2 separate regions of the Sus scrofa genome follow, and region 1 is linked to region 2. A link is a contact called in public Hi-C data. All regions are on one chromosome and are shown on one strand. The core of a region is the stretch at or near the end of the contact, and the rest is flanking DNA. Distances in the headings are between cores, read along the strand shown.

Region 1 (3,054 bases), core at 527-3,026, 190 kb before region 2:
TCTATTATATTCATGACATTAACCACCAGCATTTTAGGAGATTTGGTCTCACAGTGCTATAATAGTAACTCACCACTTAAAATGTCACATTTTAAATACTCCTTTAAGAGTTAAAATAAGCAACTTGTAACAAAGGCATCTAAGAGAAACTCTTTTAATCCAGTTGTTCAGGACCAATACTGAAAGATACTTAAGACAACTAAGCAAGAGTAAAACGATCCAAATTCAGTAGTCATAATTCTGATGTAAGCACGACAAAGTGAATAATGGGAAGAATTCCAGAGCATCAGAATAGGTAACATCTGTGCTACTCTAAATAAAGATGTATTTTTCTACCTCATGCAGAAATACAAATTTTTATTGCCCCTTACTGAAAATACACATCTCCATATCTAGTACATTAAAGAACTAGTAGTGTATTCATAATAGCCTTGAAAGTGTACCTTTAATTCCTAAATTCCCATAAACGTTCATTTAAAACTGAAAAGGGGAAGATGAGGGTGCAAAGATGAAGTACTGTACTTTCGTCGTGTGACACAGGAAGTTGGACTTTAACACATCCTTCCTTTTTTGTTTTAACATGTTACTCAGGCTGAAGACAAGTGGCTATTTGAAAGTCAGGCCCTCTTTGAAAAGCTCAAATATGAGTAGACTGAATGTTCAAGAAAGATGGGAGTTTTAGAAATGACAAACCCTGTGGTCCCATAACCCCTAACTCCTAACGCCTGTAGCTCAGAAATCTCTTTCTCCTCATCGGTCCAGCGACCAAAGAATTAGTTCTTTGATCTCTCACCTCCCTCCTCTCTCTCTCTCACACACACTCACACTCACACATACACACACACACACACAAAGAACTGCCCTGATCGCCTTAGTGTAGCCCACCAAGCAGGGCTTCGCCACCATCCTCGAACCAAATTTCAACACGCACGCCCACTCTCCTTCTCAGACCCCACTTGCCCCCTCCCAGTCCCGCTCCCAATGGCCAGAAGAGGTGAGCGCGGGCAGGGAAGAGGAGAGACGCTGAACGCTTCTGTCCCCATCGGCTCGCCGTCCCCCCGCCCCCGCCGCGTTACCCGCCCCCTTCCCGCTTTTTACCTGCCAACAGGTTCCTAATTTCCTCGGGGAGGGGGTAGGGAGAGGAGGTGCTGCTGGGGTTGGGCATGTCAGGGAGCGCGGAGCGTGCGGGGGAAGGACCTGTGCTGAAACGGGCTGGGGTTGTGGCTGCGACCTAGACTCGGGCTAGCGATCCCTGTAAGGACGGCGTGCCTACCAGTCCGGACACTGCCGGGCGAAGGCTCACAACAAGGAAGTCGCTGAAGTCCTGGCCACAGCGGCTGGACTCTTGGCCCAGCCCCGCCCGGCACTTCGGGGCGGGGCGATGGGCGGGGCGGTGGCCCGAAGGGACCCTGACTGCGCATGTGTGTCCCTCGGTGCGCCTCGCCTCCGAAAAGAGTCCGCGGTCAGGCCACACCCGCCCCTACGAGGGGACGAGGGAGGAGCAGCGGCTGGTGGGAAGCGAGCGGCCTGGGGCTGCGTCACCTGACCCGGGGGCTGAAGCGCCGCGCCGCCATTTTGGTCCCTGGCACCGCCACGACTGCGGGCCGTTTCTCCACGATCCCGGAAAATAAGGTGCCGAAAGGGCCTCCGGGTTTCCCGGTTAAGAGACTTACTGGCCTTTCATCAGCTCCGCCGAGGTTTAAAACCTCGCATAGTGCCCCACCTGAAGTTTTCGACCTCCCTAAACCCCTGTGGTCGTCTTTGTCTGACTGAATGACGGTAAGAGAGTCCCTTCTTCCGCCAGTCCTCCCGGAGGAAGCCGGCCGGGAGCGGCGCCGGAGAGCGCTCCGATTGGCTCTTACACTCTTTCCTACCTGGTTCAGACGCTTGGGAGGACCGATTGCCCTCGCTACGAGCAGGAGAGAGCTCTCAGGACAAAAAGCTGAACAGAGATAGGTACCACTGTCCACCTATAAGCATCAAAAAGAATATTGGAACAGAATTATAGTATCTGTTCCCTCCAAGCTGATCGTTTAATCAACAAATACTTATTGTCTCCTCTCTAAATCTTCTTACCGGATTTTTCTAAAAACCCCAGAAAGTCTGTGTGTGTGTGTGTGTGTGTGTGTGTGTGTGTGTGTGTGTGTGTGTAGGGAATTTTTTTTCTTTAGGTAAAAACTGCCATGGCAATGGTCCTTCCTAGATGCTACTATTGTGCTTTGAAGATTGTATTGTAGCGCCAGTCGCAACGTAAATTGTTTATTCTTCTATCCTTCAACCCTCACTAAATTTTAGTTTTCATTAAATTCAGAGGGAAACTATTACAGTGCAGATCCCAAAGTCCCACTTCTAGAAATTCTGCTTTCTAGCTGTTTAGCGTGAGACTTGATTGCATTTTAAACAAGCCCTGAATGTGATTCTGATGCTAGACATCCTGGAATTTGATGTTGAGAATCACTTTACTACTTTCCAGCTCCTACAGAACACAAAATTTGTTATAACTTGCCTTTCATCCCCACCTGGAACCCAAAACCTGACACAGAGTAATGGCTCTATTAATATTTCATACCGAAAATGTCAGACAGTAAAATAGTAAAAAAATTAAGTAGTCACATGCAAGTCATTTTAGTATAATTCTCTAAGAACCACACCAAACACTAATTGCAAAAGGAAGAATGAGAACATTTTGGAGTTCTCTCAAAATAAAATAAAAGACAATTTTACCACCACTGATGTAAAAAAATGCAAAGTAACAACAAAAAATACACCCCCAAACATACCTATTGCCTAAAATGGAATCTGAACTTCCTACTCAGTTTTAGAAATATTAGAAGAAGTGCTGAAAATCTGAATTCTTTTTGCTGGAGGTAAAAGTGAATAAGAGTCATCTTACAACATAGATCCTCCAACTTCAAAGAATTGATAATTATTCTTAAATGACAAAATCGTCTTCCTTCCTAGAGAAGGGAGAAACTGCTTTATGGACATACTATATTAGTAAGGATTCTTCCTCTCTTTACAGCTATCACATACAATTCCTTGTCATATTTTTTA
Region 2 (3,289 bases), core at 630-3,129:
GGCCATTGTCCTCTCCTGGGTGGCAACCCAGCTCACACTCTTACTGGGATAATGTCTTTCTTTTTTATTATCCTTTTCACCAAGTTGGGTATTGTTTGGGGTCTGGTGTGGTCCAGATGGGAAGGGGTGGATGGGGAAGGGGGCAGAAGAGATGAGAAAAGCAGGTGGGGGAAAGAACTGGTCTAGAGCCCTGGAGGATTAAATGGAGGAGGGAATGGGTGTGGAGGCGCCCTGATGGGGGTGAGGGTGTGGGTGCGGGTGCGGGCTCTGAGTTTGTGGTTTCCCTGGCGGGCCTGCTGAGGCTGAGGCTGAGTTGGAGGATCGCATTTTAGTGTTGGGCAGTTTATGATCTTTCTTCCACTTCATCCTCCGGTTCTGAAACCAGATCTTGACCTGGCGCTCGGACAAGCAGAGCGTGTGGGCGATCTCGATGCGGCGCCGCCGGGTCAGGTAGCGGTTAAAGTGGAACTCCTTCTCCAGCTCCAAGACCTGCTGCCGGGTGTAGGCGGTTCGGGAGCGCTTGGGCTCCCCTCCGTTATAACTGGGGTTGACTGAAAGCCCATAACCCCGATGGAGAAAGCCAAGGAAGACGGAGTGGAAGAGAGGGAAAGGAGGAGGAGAGAGAAGGTGGGGTGGGGAAGAGCAATTGGACATCATCATTATATAATAACCTGACACCAAGTTCACGCAAGATACATAAAACTGCAAAGAAAATGTTTCACAGGCTATTGACAACGGGAAACACCCGAGAGCCATAAAGAATGGTGCTGGGCATTGGGGCTGAAGAAAAGCTTCAAAGACACATGGCCTGAAGCCTCTGCCAGGGCAATTAAATTTATGGGGGCTATAATTACTGCCCTAACAGTTTGGCGTCTCGTAAATCTCCCGATAAAGGGACCCCGGGTACAAAAGGGTTCTCACGTTGGGATCTGGCGGCTGGCTGGCGCACACACACCCACGTCCCACAGTAGCTTGGGCCAGTTGGGGGCTCCCCTCCCGAGGCCCCCTTCCCCTCGGCCTCTCCCCCTAACCCCCACCCCGACCTTGGAGCCTGGGCTCGGCCCCAGCCCACCCGCCCGCGCCTCCCCGGCGGCGCCACGTACCGGCGCTGACATGGATCTTCTTCATCCAGGGGTACACCACGGGCTCCTTGCCCTTCAGGCCCGCCGGGCTCTTGTCGGCCAGGAGCAGCGGGCACGCGGGGGCGCTGCCCCCTGCGGGGACGCCCGGGGTGGCAGGAGCCGCCTGGCAGCGCCGCGGGGGCGCGGGGGCCGCCGCGCGATGCTGCGGGGGAGGCGGCGGCGGCGGCGGCGGGGGCTGCCGCCCGGGCGGCAGGACATGGGTCGCGTGCAGGCCGTGCGCGGGACCCTTGGCGTGCGCCGGGGGCTGCTCGGACTGCGGCGGCCGCCCGGGGCTAGCGCCGCCGCGGTAGCCGTAGGGGTAGGCGGCGTCGGCCGCACCGTGCGCGGGGTAGAGCGCGGCCGCGGGGTAGGAGGGCTCGCGGGCGGCCCGCGGCGCGTAGTAGGAGGCGGGGGGCTCACGGCCGCCGCCCGTGTGGGGGAGCTGGGGCTGCTGCGGCGGCAGGTGCTGGGCCGCGGGCGCTGGGGGCTGCTGGTAGCCGGGACCCCCGCCCGGGCCGCCGTCTCCGCCGCCCGGGCCGCTGTGCTGCGCGTACTCCTCGAAGGGAGGGAACTTGGGCTCGATGTAGTTGGAGTTTATCAAAAACGAGCTCATGGTCATTAATTTGTGAAGTGCAAAAATACTAATTTTTCTCGCGTTGTCGTTTTTCTGGGCTCGCCGAGGCCCCTCCCCCTCCCGCTTCGCTTCCCATCCCCCTTCCTCTGCTCCCTTCCCCTCCCCCGCTGTCAAGCGCCCACCCCTCCCCCTCCCTCCGCCGCCGACGCCGCCAAAGTTCGCGCTCCTCCCCCGCCCGCGCCCGCGCGCGCGCTCCGTCGCGACCCCGCGCGCGCCCCGCCCAGGACCTCCACGTGATCCGCCCCCTCCAATGTGCGCGCCGCGCGCGCGGACCCGGATCAGGAAGCGCGCCGGCGGGTGATGGATGCTGGTGTCCCGCTCTGAGCAGAGGGGGGTAGCTGGCGCTTGGGTCCTCCAACCCCGCCCCCACGCCCCAACTTTGAGTCCCTGTGGGAATTTGGGAACCAGAGGCTTCTGGTTCTCTCAGATGCCCAGACTGGGCCCCATGCGTGCCCTACTCCGGGCTAGGCCTCGGGGCAGCCAGGCGGCCGCGGCCCAGCGCTGACCTCGGGGCCCAGCCTAGCCTGACCTGGCGGCCTCCTGGGCTCGAGGCCGCCTGGGGGAGGGAATGGTGCCAGGACTAAGGGGGTGTCCTGTTTTTTATCCGGGCCCTGGAATGAGGCCAACTGACCGGTTTTCTTACCAGCTGATTCCCTTCCCCACGTCAGGCTCGCTGTGTCCGGGGCCCCCCGACGTTCCCTGTTTGAGAAGCCATGCACGAGCCAAAAAGGGTGGGTGGGTGAGCAGCTGAGAGAAATCGGCCCCAGGAAATAAAGCAAAGCTATTCCAATATAACCGAATGAACACTTTTCTTTCTTTCTTTTTCTATTTTTTAGAAGCAGAATCTATTTGGTTGTTTCCCTAAGAAAAACGAGAACCTTCTAATAGCATCTCATTTGATGGAAGTGGCATTCAGAATTAAACATGCTCGAATTTAATAGGTGCAATTGTGAGAGAGACGATGGGGATGGATAGAAGCGACGATGCCGCCACAAAATACAGCATGGAAACCAACATCTTCCTACTAAAGAACACTCCCCAAACAAAAACAAGCTAAGGATAGCACAGGCATTGTGCCACCGGTCTTTTCCCGCTGAGAATGTTTTTGTCTCAGCTTTTCCAGACTGACACGAAAAGGTATATTTAAGAACAGTCTAGAGTTTCTGAATTACTGAAAGTTAGCATATTAACGACATCGGCAGCTCTGGAAAGTAGAGAAAGAGGACTTTTGCCTGCCATTTGGTCATTGAAATATGATGGGTCAATTAACTGCCGTTATTGACAAATGAATTACATATTAATTATACCTAATGTTGATCTCTGAAGTAAATACTGATGCCTTACACGATCGTAGTGTGTACTTTCCGTTTCCTTTTCTAACAGACACACCTAGATCCTACTTTTCATCGCAGATTAAAGCAGTGCAAACTAGCATAGTCTCGATTCTAAAAATACTTTCATATGGGCAAGCAAAGCAAAGATTTTTCAGCTGGTGCACCTTAGTTGATTTTTTCAAAGAACAGTATAAACAGCC

Evidence for each region. Hi-C and Micro-C count contacts between places; a contact is called where the count stands out from the background.
Region 1: a Hi-C map of mesenteric adipose tissue shows a contact between it and region 2, with 3 times the contacts expected there. The contact joins the promoter of SKAP2 here to the promoter of HOXA4 in region 2. A contact is called at or near these places in 3 of 5 promoter capture datasets (fetal liver, fetal skeletal muscle and liver), 20 of 47 Hi-C or Micro-C datasets (alveolar macrophages, embryonic fibroblasts, epiblast stem cells and 9 more) and 1 of 2 datasets of contacts at active chromatin or transcription factors (skeletal muscle).

The regions. Positions count from the first base shown.
Region 1 is chr18:45,635,651-45,638,704 of Sscrofa11.1, reverse strand. It overlaps SKAP2 (src kinase-associated phosphoprotein 2), which reads right to left and starts at 1,776. Exons shown (of 15, transcript XR_002340310.1): 1 at 1,099-1,776.
Region 2 is chr18:45,441,858-45,445,146 of Sscrofa11.1, reverse strand. It overlaps HOXA4 (homeobox protein Hox-A4), which reads right to left and starts at 1,879. Exons shown (of 2, transcript XM_003134841.4): 1 at 1,104-1,879; 2 at 1-551. The coding sequence starts at 1,740. The coding sequence ends at 199. The region is part of intron 2 of HOXA3 (homeobox protein Hox-A3); the gene reads right to left.